3 separate regions of the Mus musculus genome follow, and all the other regions are linked to region 2. The links are chromatin contacts, called in public promoter capture Hi-C maps. All regions are on one chromosome and are shown on one strand. The core of a region is the stretch at or near the end of the contact, and the rest is flanking DNA. Distances in the headings are between cores, read along the strand shown.

Region 1 (4,041 bases), core at 509-3,008, 1.1 Mb before region 2:
TATTCTCTAACATTTTAGTTATACAAAGCCCAATATAGTTCGTTCAATGTAGAGGGAGGTACGGAGATTCTTAGTAAGACCATGCAATGTTCTTAGCAGACAGCTCACAGCTGACTGTCTTCAGCTTCAGGTGAATGGACACTGTTTTCTGACATCCATGAGCACCTATCTGCATTCAGCTCGCATATTCTTTCTCCCAGGATATACCCATTGTTTTATAAGCCAATCTTGAAAACATATCATAAGCACTCAGTACATGAGAGCGTCTACTACTTTGAGTTCTTCTGTTGTTGTATTCTTCACAATTGCTGCCCTCCATGCATGGGAACTTTCATGGCATCACTGCAAAATTTTTCCCACTGAGCTCTAGTCTTAAATTCCTTTAGAATATAACCCTGTAGCCAGAGAGAAGGCAAGGGGGAGGGGGGGGCTCTGAAATGAAAGACTACTTGAGCTCACCACACTTACCCCCTCTCATCTTTCAAATCCTTTTTACTCCTGAAAAAAAGAACTCAGGTCACCATTCTCTTGCCTATATTTCCATCTGTGTGCCCGGGTATTTTGGTGTGTCTGTTTCAACCATTCCAAAATCTGTGTTTATAATCTGCCATGCCTTTTCTTCCCAAACAATACGCATGTTCTTTGCTGTGTAAATAACATTCTCTTCACATTTTCACCCTCTGGGGCAAACCAAGTATCCTCCTTTCATCATTTCTTCTTCTTAAAAATAGATGTTTTGTGTTCTTATTATACTGGCCCTTATTAGTGCTCTCTCTTAATTTGTGGTTCTGGAATTTTAAAAAATTCAGTATCTCTCTAGAGACTTGTTGACTTACAGTCTATTTCCTATCTCTTGCTTATTTTGTACACAAAGAACATTTTCTTACTGAGAATAAATGGCCTCCAGGGGTAACATAGCGTGTCTGAAGCTTTGTCCTCTCTATTGGATCGCCAAGATAGAATTTTGAAAGATGAGTGTCACCAGTGTCCCTAGGGACATTTGTGGACTGGCTCCTAGAAATGTATAGATCACTTGTGTCCCTTTGATATAGACATTTTGTTGTTGTTATACCTGTTTGTTATTATTTTTGTCTCTTTTGCAAATGAAGAAAGAAGTAGCAAAAAAACATTAAAAAAACCAAAAACAGAAATCAGAAAACAAAAAACAAAAACATCCTATGAATGACTTGAGTTCCCCTTCCCTTGAAATGAAGGCTACCTCACGATTGGGTCATGTTCTTTCCTGAGGAAAGACAGAGAGGCTTCAAGTGAAACAACAAGCGTCAAGCTGTGAAGCAGTGATGACCCATCTATCTGGAGGAGGAGTACTCACAGCCCTGGGGAGCTTATTTGGGTCTTAAGTTTGAACAGTTAAAGAACAAACCCCTCAGTGAGCTGGGCTAGGGACAGGGACAAATGAGTGTGGCAAGCAATTGGGACAAAAAGACAAACACATCGAGTTTTCTTTTAAGTTCCACGCAAATGCAGGAAGCCTTGCAAGAGATGTCAGAGTATAAGGATCTGAGGTGTTTTTCCTAAAGAGAATACTTTTCCATGTCTAAAGTCTTAAGTGTAAAAAAGAAAGTTGTCATTGAGGTACACTGTAGATTTTTCATTTCTTAAAAAAAAAAAAAAATCCCTCAAATTTGATTTGAGGACAAATTCAGCATTTTTTAAATTACTTATGTAGAAGAGGATATTTTAGATATTTTTCAGCTCCATTAAACATCAGCTCTGACTGAAAAAAAAAATATACGCCTAGGTGGGTGTTGATTAATGGTGCTAAGAACACTTTGTGTAGGATTTTATGCTAATTACCCTTTATACCCTCACCCGTGTCAATTTTAACAATCTAAATTAGCATTTTCTCCGAGGACTCAGAAATGTGAGAACTGGGAAATTGGCTCAGTAAAGCTGAGTTAGCAGTGAGAAAATTGAGATGTTCTATATTTCTGTATTAACATCTGCTGCTTGTTCAAAGCGTGATCCTTTCAAAATGATGAAGATATTGGGGAGAAAATGGAAAACAATGGAACAAAAAACTCATACTTCATAATTTTTTGTAAAAAATGCAGCATTTGACATTGCAATCAACCATTCTACGTAATAATGTCTGGAATAATGGAATTTTGGATATATAATGTTTGAAATTGATTACATTATTTCGGGTGTAAATATTTTAGCTTCTCTGTGACTTCAGCACCTGTATAATAGAACAAGCTCCCAGAGATATTTATTTATGAAAAATATCAAGCAAACTCCCAATAAAATTAACTTCCATTGTGTTTATTTCTGAACTTGTTCTAATGGGAAACAGGCATTTTCAGTTGATTCTTTGTAAAATGAAATGCCAAATATCATCACGAGGAATGATTTATGGAATTTGCGCACCTCACAATGGTGACTATAGGCTTAAGACAGTTAAAAGGAGGAAATAGGGTCTGGAGATATGGTTAAATTGCTAAGAGGACTTCTTGCCCTTCGAGAGGTTCCATGTTCACTTTCTAGCAACTATGTTAGTGGCTTACAAACACAAATTCAGGCATCCAATGTCCTCTTCTGGCCTCTGCAAACTGCATACATAAAGCATAAATTCACATAGATTCATACACATAAACACACATACACACATCTGAATTTTCTATATATTTTAAATTTTAAATATATAATATAAATATATATAACATATTTTAAAATTATATATATAATCAGATGTAGAAGTTGTTGCAAGCATAGAGGTACATAGCTATAATCCTACACTCAGGAGGAAGACAGGAAGATGACAAGTTGGGTGCTTGTCTGGGCTACAGAATAAGACCCTGTTTCCTCAAACACCAAGGACTGAGGAGGAAGCTCATTCAACATATACTGAAAGCTCTAGATTTAGGCCCCAGTAACACACATAGAAAGTCTGATATGGTGGTGTCTTAGTTAGGATTTCATTACTGTGAACAGACACCATGACCCAGGCAGCTCTTACAAAGGCAAACATTTAATTGTGGCTGGCTTAACAGTGTCAGAGAGTCATTCCATTATCACCACGGCAGAAAGCATGGCAGCACACAGGTAGTCATGGTGTCTGTTCACAGTAGATATAAAGTGCACAGCAATGGTCTTTTTTTGTCACTTTTTGTGTCTGTGTGTACCTATGAGCATGTATGTGTATGTTCACATAGGATGGGTACACACATATGAAGGCTCAAAGATTGATTTGGGTGTATTCTGTATTCTTGAGATTATCTTTTTTGAAACATGGTCTCAGTGGCCTGGAACTTTCTGAGTAGGTTAGATGAGTTGAATACCAAGTACCAGGGATCTATGTGTCTCTGCCTCCCCAGTACTAGATTTCAAATGCACTGCATTACACATGTGAGTTCTCACATAACTCAGTCCTCCTGCTTGTTGGCTCAGAAGTTTATTATGTTATTTCCTAACCCTTTTATCTGTTACATTATGGACTTTTTCTATACTGGTAAGCTGCCCAGTTCCTTGTCAGCACACACTCCAAGTGCTAAGATGCAGACAGTGCTACAACATGGTTAATTAAAGGCATTTTTTTCAGTTTCAGATAAAATTGCAATTGCTAGGCAGCCAGTGGTAAGCCATGTATAACTTTGTCATGTACCCATGTCAGTAAAACCTGAGCATCTTGATTAATGACTGTAGGGTCACTGCTGTACAGTGTCAAAATTCTTTGAATTCTTCTCTAAATTCAAAACCTATCCCTGCTGACTGTTAGGAGCAGAAACCGGGGATTATGCTAATTTGGATTATTAATTAGCTGTTCTATTTCCCCAGAATGCAAGGGATGACATCTATACCAACACGCCTGTCTATCCCTCCAATAGCAAGAAGAGACAGAAGAAAAGCTGCTTCCAATGCTAAAGTTAGGATACTGCAAAGGGCTCTGGAAAACAGGGCTAGGTCGTGGGAATTTCTTAGCGCATCCATGATTGTTCAGAACACTGATGATGGGGGTTCTGTATGCAGATGAAGTCTCGGAGGCGTGGCCAGTATTCAGCATTCTACCTCTAACAGTGC
Region 2 (4,035 bases), core at 1,530-4,029:
TGATACTTAGACATTTTTTTTAAAGTATCTTGTATTGACTGCCTGCCAGAGCTTTAAATTTGTCACCATTGATCTCTCACGTGCGCGTTCTCTCTCTCTTGCTCTCTCTCACTCTTTCTTGCTCTCTCGCTCACTCTCTTGCTCTACCTCACAACAGAACTGCCAGAATGGTGATATTCTCTCCATTTTACAAATGAGAAAACTGAGGTTGACAGATGCAGAGTCAGTCGATCAAGGCCCCATAGCTGAGAAGTGGCAGAGGGAGTGTTTGAAACCAGGTCCATCTGGCTCTAAAGTTTATATGCTTTACACTGGGCCACACTGAGCAAGTATGCCCTGGCTACCTAGGGGAGGGGTATGGAAGTACTCATGTGAACTGGGTTTTTACCTCCAGCTATGCAAGACTACCCCCAGACTTTATAGCTTCAGATCATTAGGATCTGAGCAACCAGGACGGAGTGATTGCCTGTGGGCTACTCAGCGCTCCTTGGATGGACCTTGGATTCATCGTTAGATGAATCAGTTCAGAAGCATAATTTCACAATGACAGTAAGGACAGCAGAAATTAGTAACCTATTCAATTTACCATGACTATGTAGAGTATCCTCTAGTGTGCTTTCAAATCACCATTTCACAGTTTCAAAAGCAGAGGTTTTGATAAAGACCTGAAATCGCTATTTAACCTGCATTGGAGGTGGATGGCTCAGTTCTAAGCTGTGGTCCCCCTGGCTCCAGCACTCTTATCCATGGTTCTATACTCTCAGCCAAGTACGGCAACTGTAATTTCAATAGTAAAGTAAGAAGCTGACCCTGGAATACTAATATTGGGACATTCTTTGCCTATATGGCTGAGGTCAAGGAAGCTGTGGGGATCCCTTCATACAGCTCACACAAGGCAGAAAGTGGCAACGCGACTTTCAGGCACCCTGTGCATGTCTCAGTGGTTTAACTGCCTAACCAAGCTCTTCCTGCTTCCTTCTAGGTCCCATTACAAATAAAATCATCACTTGGAATTGTCTAGACCTAAGTAAGTTAGGGGAGATTACACTAGAAACAAATGGGAAAGAAAGGACAACTGAGAATCTGTTTGCCCGGCCTTTTAAGTTGTCTCATGTGGATGGATCAGCTCACAGATAATTTTATAGCAGCATCCTTCTTCCTTTTCCCTCTGTGTTTGATGGAGAGCTTACAAAACATCGATATCGAGTTATTTTCCTTTATTGCTGCTGCAAAACTTGCCTTAATAAGAAAGGAAAGAAAGAAAAATGGAAGCTTGTGGTCTGTCCACTCTATTTCTTCCAGAGAATCCCACAATCAAGGTTTAAGTCCTTTAAAACTCTTCTTTAGAGAAGGCATCTTCCAGTTGCTAGTATAAAATTCTCCAGGCCCCATACTAGCTTATAGATCTCTCTTTAGGGAAGTTACCTTTTCTCAGGTAACAGCTGCCAAGTGGTCAAGTAGGTATATGCCTCAGAGGAACTCAGACTTGGAGCACACATCTCTTTCCCCTGCATATAAGAAAAGTGGCTTGAAACCTGGTTATTGGCTTCTGTGAGCCTCGCTGCTAGCTTCTCTGCCATCTTATTAAATGCTGTGTACTGGATAAGGCAGTAAACCACCTGATCTAAAAGAACCACAAAAAGTGGATTGCACACAGTAGATGGCATTAAGATCTCACATCCTCCTGTAATGAGCCAGACCGTGCTTCCCCACGCTCGCTGTCAATGGTCCCACTCCACTCCACTCTCCAGCGCCTCAGGATTTAGTATAGCATACTCCACAGGATGACCCTCAAAGTCCTGCAAGGTAGCCACTTTCTTCCTATTCTATTTGCTTTATGGCACTCTGGACTTCTAGTCTTTTCCACATCTGATCAATCTTAGTCTCTACGATTAAGCCAGTCTTTCTGATGATTCACTCGCACTGCCTTATGTATTTCTATGTGACCTATGGTACTGGGCAATTTATTGGAAGACATTTATTATAGGTAATGGTACATTAATGGTATAATAGAATTAACATTTGGTGCATACGCATCTTCTGGGAGTCATCTGCTCTGTGAAGGATGACCCTCGATGCCTTTGTCTGAGTCTAAGAGGATGAACGCACTCGCCAGTGAGTTAAAGCTGTCAGAAGCCCTGTTACAGGGCTGGGAGAAGGAATCAACCTGTAAAGTGCTTGCAATCCAAACCTGAGAATCCTGAGTTCAGAGCCCCAGAAACCACATAAAAAACCACGTGTGTAACAGGAACATCCTCGTGCTGGGGGTGTGTGTTCTAGGGGCCTGTTGACCAGCCAGTTAAATAAACTGGCAAGCGCCAGAACCAATGTGGATCTCTGTGTCCAAAAGGAAGTTGGAGAACAATAGAGAAGGAACTTGTTGTCAATCACATATCTGTACACACACACATACACACACACACACACACACACACACACACACACACACACAAAGAAACTTCTAAACTTGACAAGGTCTGCTTTAGCTAACCATCAAGCTAAGCTTTGGCCAATGGATCCTGTCTCTTCAGCTCTTCTGCCCATCCCCCCTTCCCTTTGTCTCCCGCAGAAAAGAGAAGAACAGAGTGATTGATTTCATCTTCAGAGGACACTGAAGTGTTCAAGGCAGACCTCATGAAATGATGTCCCATTGGTCTTTGCATTGTTCACGTGATTTCATAAGAGAAAGAACTTGGTGTTTATAAACTGATCAGAGAAGACAGAAACTCTTACCACAAGCTAACCTTTTGTAAGATTTTATGCACATGTGTGTGTGTGTGTGTGTGTGTGTGTGTGTGTGTGTGTGTGTATGTATGTATGTGTGTGTGTGTACCATAGCATGCATATGAAGGTCAAAGGGCAATTTACTGGAATCAGCTCTCTCTTTCCACCATGTAAGTTCTGAGTTTCCTACTCAGGCAGGCTTGATAAGAAATGTCTTTACCTACAGAGCTGTCTCACAGACTCTCGCCTTTAACTTCATTTCCTCACCTTCCAAGTGGATAATCATAGTCACAGATATATCTCTTTGTCCTCGGCATCAAATGGGAGATGAACCAGAAGTCACCCTGCAAAGTCTGATCAGAGGCACCATCTTGGTTATCTGTCTCAGGGTTGTTTATGGCTTAAGGGAAATGCTTATGAAGTGTTAAACAGTCTTGGAGGGAGTCGCTAGACTAAATGTGAGTAATTCCTTAGGAGTCAGTAATGGGGACTCTCTGAAAGCTGTACTTTGGAGAAAAAAAAATGTTTACACCGAAATAAGCATGAATCTGTATCTCCGTTTCTGTGTCCATCTGTCTAGAGAGAAGGGTGTATGAAGGGAATTTGACAAGTTTCATCTGGAGAGGAAAACTTGCTCAAGCATGAGGATGCTGTTTCTCTGAAATCTGCACTTGGCTTCTTCCCAGGGATCTGACTTCTCCTGGGCTTTGCAGCTAAATTCTCAGGGATGTATCCTCAGAAGTACTGTCTGTACCAATTCAGCTGCTTCTAGAATGAGCCACATTTCAAAAGAGAGAAAAAAAAAAGAGAGAGAGAACAAACTGAAGAGTCAAGGAGATGAAAGTGAGAACACCAGCCATATGCCCAAGATATTCTCCACCATACCCTGGGGTTCTCCAGAGCCAGCGTATGGAGTGTGGAGCATCCTGGGGAAGCTTCCATGGAGAGACTCTAAGTTGGGTAGCTCAGTTTTGAAGGATTACATCACAGTCTGCTTCTCAAACATGTTAGAAAACAGAGAAAGAACAGGCCCACATTACCCTGCTGTGTATGAGGCAGGTGCTTTTGGTGGTGTGTTTTAAGAACAGGCTGATAAATTTCCCCTATCCCAGCATGTCCCAGACCAACTGTCATTATTCCTTGAGTTACTTTATGTTATGAATTTATATATATATATATATCAGTTACCAAAGTCAGCTCAACTTTATCAACCCATTTCCATATTGTGCTTTACTGTCAATAAGAGGTTGTGATTACCTTCCATAAATATTTGTTTAACTTTTATATTTTGTGTTCAGAATACAAATATTC
Region 3 (4,127 bases), core at 295-2,794, 1.2 Mb before region 2:
TTTACTTTCTTTGTAATCTTTTTAAAAGCTTGGAACTTTGTTACATTGTGTCTTTCCTTCATTTTTGGAGCACGAATAACTCTTAAACATGGTAAATATTACTTGCATGTTATTCTTTCAGTCTAGAAATGCAATCATATAAACATTAGGTTCTCTGTCTTCAGCATACCCACTATGTAATATTTTCTTCCTCTTCCACATCTTCATATTTTATTTTAATATTTTTATCTTGGGGTACATATTCTTATTGTTGTTTGACTTTTTCTAATCTATTTATAACAATCCTTTTGATAATTACTTTTTACTGTTGAACATTTTAGCAGCATCATTATGTTTAGATAATTTTTGTACTTTTTCCCCCTCTCTGGAAAAAAAAAACTATATCTTTGTCCTTTTAAATATAATAAGGTTAATGAGCTAAAGTTTGAGTTTATAGCTTCAATATTAAAAACTCTGAAACAATCATTTATATATTTTATCCTTTCCCCATTCTTGTTCACACTCTGTTTGCTAAGGCACCTGGTTACACCACAACTGTCAGATATTATATTTTAAATTTGTATTTAAAATATACAATTTTACATTAATTCAGTCTAACTTCAGGTATCTCATAGATGAAGGAATCTAGTAAAATTCATATGCAATTCAGAGAAAGAAATTAATCATTCCAAAATAAAAATGACTTGACTATATTACACTTTTAATATCACTTATGGCCAGTGATCCAGATATTCTTAAACTCTTGTGAGAGAGGAAATGGCCAAGGTTGCACAATAATTCCACTTCATCAATAAACTGATGTACAATGACTGTACCTGCATCTTGGTTCTGTGCATAGGTCCAGCTTTTCTATTGCATTTAGAAATATTGTTCTCATAAACAAAATCTAAAAACATTCGCTATGGGAGCTGAGCATGGTGCTTTTAAAGCTTGTGTTCTCCCTGTTGAAAAGATATTTGCTGTTCCACTGGTTCTCTTGGAGGTTCATTTAACACTCTGTAGAAAATCTCTTTATGTCCAGAAAATGATCTGCCTGCCCTAGGCACATTCCTTCTATCGAAAGATTTATAACATTTCAAGATTTGCAACTTAATGGAGTAAAACTTCTACAGTACTGTTAACTGAGAACCAAGTCTACTTCTAAATGCTTTTTTAAAGGACTTCATCTTATGTTAACAAGCTTCATTACTTCAGCAATTTGATATAGGATACTCAGGGAAGCAAACAAAGACCACAGCTTCATTAACCATGCCACCACTCCCTATGACAGGAATTCTTTGCTGAGGGATCCCCTTGTTATCCAAGACCAATTCATTCACTGAATTCTGATTTCAGACAGTCATGGGAACTCTGAGAGCCTTGACTGTTCTGTCTATTTTGTGTCTCCATCAGCTAGTGCATGACAGATTCTGAATCAATTTTGATGTCTGACAGGAATGGCCTCATGTTATTTCTTAGTCACCAGCCTTCTGAGCTCAGCCAGATGGCTCACCATCTGAGTTTTAAAGACCTCCAGGGGAAGTACACCAGAGGAAGGGTGGCTACCCCTTAGAAACCTTTTCTGCATCTCAGGGAGTCCAGCTGGGTGTCTGAGTGTAGTCTGCTTACCAGCTGCTGCTTATTTCCCCCTGATAAGGCCAGATGAGCACTGGCTTGTTTCCATTTGCACAGTATCCCTTCTTAATCAGTTCTAGAGCAACTATGAACCTTGGAAACATCCAATCTAGTCTTCACTGCAGTGTTCAAATGAAGATTGTTCCAGTGCACTGAGAAGATTGAAGAAATAATAACAAATTAGCTGTCAGACAATTCCTAAGTAGACTCTGCCTGAAGAATTTAAGCAAACCTTATCACAGTGAATTTTGGGCAGGAGAACATGGGATTCCTATTTAGCTTCTGGTAAGGTGGCCAGGTTTTATAGCAGCAGGAGTATATTAGACGCTCCCAATTTATTTACCATTATTATTCATCTAAGCTTTTTTTCTTCTTCTATGAATGCAGAATAAATTTGTCTTCAGCATGCTAAGATTGAAATGCAAATATACTATCATTTTGTGCAGTTGATATAACTTTTATCCCTGGTGTTTTGCTGGGGAAAACACAAGATTATCTGTGTATGACATTCACTAAGGTAACTCTGGGGATATCAAAGAATACATAATATATGTGATACCTCAAAAGAGAAATGCTGTTAAATTGCTGAGTTGCAGATTTAATATCTGAGACATTGTTACTACTCCTAGTGATGAACAATTCTTTTGTTTTTAGAAAATAAAGAAAGATGAGTTTTAGAGAACATAAAAATATCAACCTACTATTTGGCTCAGCCTCCTTTTTACAGTAAAATTTTCCTGAGAAAGTAACCTTTTGTTCTCTGATGTATCATGAACTGGACACAGGGCTGTGTATGTAATCAGCATCCAGTTTATAAAGAAATATATGTTTGCCCATATGTTTCTACAAAGGCATTAATGACCAGACATTTGAGACCAGATTATCAGGAAGCCCCACTTCTATAACCTTAGATTGTAACTGGTTTCTAAGTTGAATCCCACATTTTTATAGCTTTCGTTTGGTTACCCTGACAGCATCTGAGGTATTTCTTATATGCAGCTTTTAAGCAGCATCAGAAATGGAGCTTTTAAAGGCAATTTTGCATTGATATCACACTCATCTATAAATAGTTTCTCTTCTGAGGAAGAAAAAAAGGCTACATATTTATACCTGATCCATAGAACTTATAGCCTGTGAAGGAAAATGAACACACTTTCATTGCCTATAACTTATATAAATAAGAACATGGTATTCTTTTTATAAAATTTATATTAAGACAACTTTTTCTTCTAAAAATAAAATTTAGGCAAAATTATATTTTCTTCTATTAAGTAACAGATATCACAGAATTTTGTGACATAAAACATACTTTGATCCACAAATTAGAATAAAACTAGATAAGGCTTTAATGGATGTCTCAATACATAGATTTATCCTGCAATCACAGTGTCCGATTCCATTATAGATCAGACAGACCTTCTCATCTCATGTTATACATATTCAAAAGCAAAGTAGCCATGACTCTAAATATGCACTGCTGGGATATATTCAGGGCATATGAATATCTCCTATTTTTTAGCTTTTTCAGAGTCTAACTTCTTTTTTGTTTTGTTTTTTTGTTTTTGTTTTTGTTTTTTTCGAGACAGGGTTTCTCTTTATAGCCCTGGCTATCCTGTAACTCACTTTGTAGACCAGGCTGGTCTTGAACTCAGAAATCTACCTGCCTCTGCCTCCTGAGTGCTGGAATTAAAGGCATGTGCCACCATACCTGGCCTAACTTCTTTTTACATCTGTGAATTGACCAAGGCCCAACTGGCTTTTAAAAGTTCCGTTTCAGCTATTAATTACTAAATTTTCTTTATACTTTAATTAATACTTTAATGTTAGTGATAAAAACCATACAATAATAATACTAGAGATGTCCTTTAAAATTCATGAGGCTTTGCAATAAACAGTATATGCCAGCAAGTCCAGCAGTATAATGGAGATGGGTGTGGCTAGCAGCCAGCATTAGAGACCGACTGTAATGCTCAAAGAGAAACATTTACAGGGACCATCTTTAATTGAATATTTCATTTACTATAGTGATTGTTTATCATGCAGGGATTATTGAAGTAGGAAAATACCATCAGAAAATGTTAGAGAAAATTGGTAAGTTACTCAAGCAGGATAGAAACTCACCACATATTTTTGACTTAGAAAAACAAGCATGTTTGAAAAGAAATGTAGGAAATCTTCTTAGTATATAAAAGGCCTATTTTGCACTATAGGTTGTAAGCTGTTCTAATAGCAACTGATGAGTAGTTTTCCTAACTCAGGACTAGGAGTAAATTATCTATTACTTTCTATTAGTAATGCTATACCTGCATTTGATCTTGGGAATTGGACATGCAATTATGTTTAGTCAGTTTGCTTTGTTCTCCTAACAGTAATATTACAGGTGAAGCTAAAGCAATTATTCATAGTAATGAGCTATTGGTATGGTCCAAGGCCTCTAACTTCTGCCACACCATCATTATGGATTCTCACTAGGACTCCCCGAAGACAGCCTGCCTAGTATTGTGGAGGCCCTG

Evidence for each region. Promoter capture Hi-C pulls out the DNA fragments that hold promoters and counts their contacts.
Region 1: a promoter capture Hi-C map of hippocampal neurons shows a contact between it and region 2, with 6 times the contacts expected there. The contact joins the enhancer-like site here to the promoter of 5031426D15Rik in region 2. A contact is called at or near these places in 4 of 39 promoter capture datasets (cranial neural crest, hippocampal neurons, pre-B cells and 1 more).
Region 3: a contact with region 2 is called in a promoter capture Hi-C map of hippocampal neurons, with 5 times the contacts expected there. The contact joins the enhancer-like site here to the promoter of 5031426D15Rik in region 2. A contact is called at or near these places in 6 of 39 promoter capture datasets (the 3T3-L1 cell line, the HPC-7 cell line, embryonic stem cells and 3 more).

The regions. Positions count from the first base shown.
Region 1 is chr2:8,027,203-8,031,243 of GRCm38.p6, reverse strand. No RefSeq gene overlaps it. Among named protein-coding and RNA genes, the nearest start is that of Gm30904, 320 kb to the left of the region's middle. Within about 2 kb of position 1,758, at least 9 of the 459 cell types and tissues checked have an H3K27ac peak or open chromatin away from gene starts, as enhancers often do. A contact at or near this core is called in hippocampal neurons, where this site is marked.
Region 2 is chr2:6,927,466-6,931,500 of GRCm38.p6, reverse strand. It overlaps 5031426D15Rik (RIKEN cDNA 5031426D15 gene), which reads left to right and starts at 2,779. Exons shown (of 1, transcript NR_027890.1): 1 at 2,779-4,035. It also overlaps a transcript of Celf2 not described here.
Region 3 is chr2:8,109,963-8,114,089 of GRCm38.p6, reverse strand. No RefSeq gene overlaps it. Among named protein-coding and RNA genes, the nearest start is that of Gm30904, 230 kb to the left of the region's middle. Within about 2 kb of position 1,544, at least 7 of the 459 cell types and tissues checked have an H3K27ac peak or open chromatin away from gene starts, as enhancers often do. A contact at or near this core is called in hippocampal neurons, where this site is marked.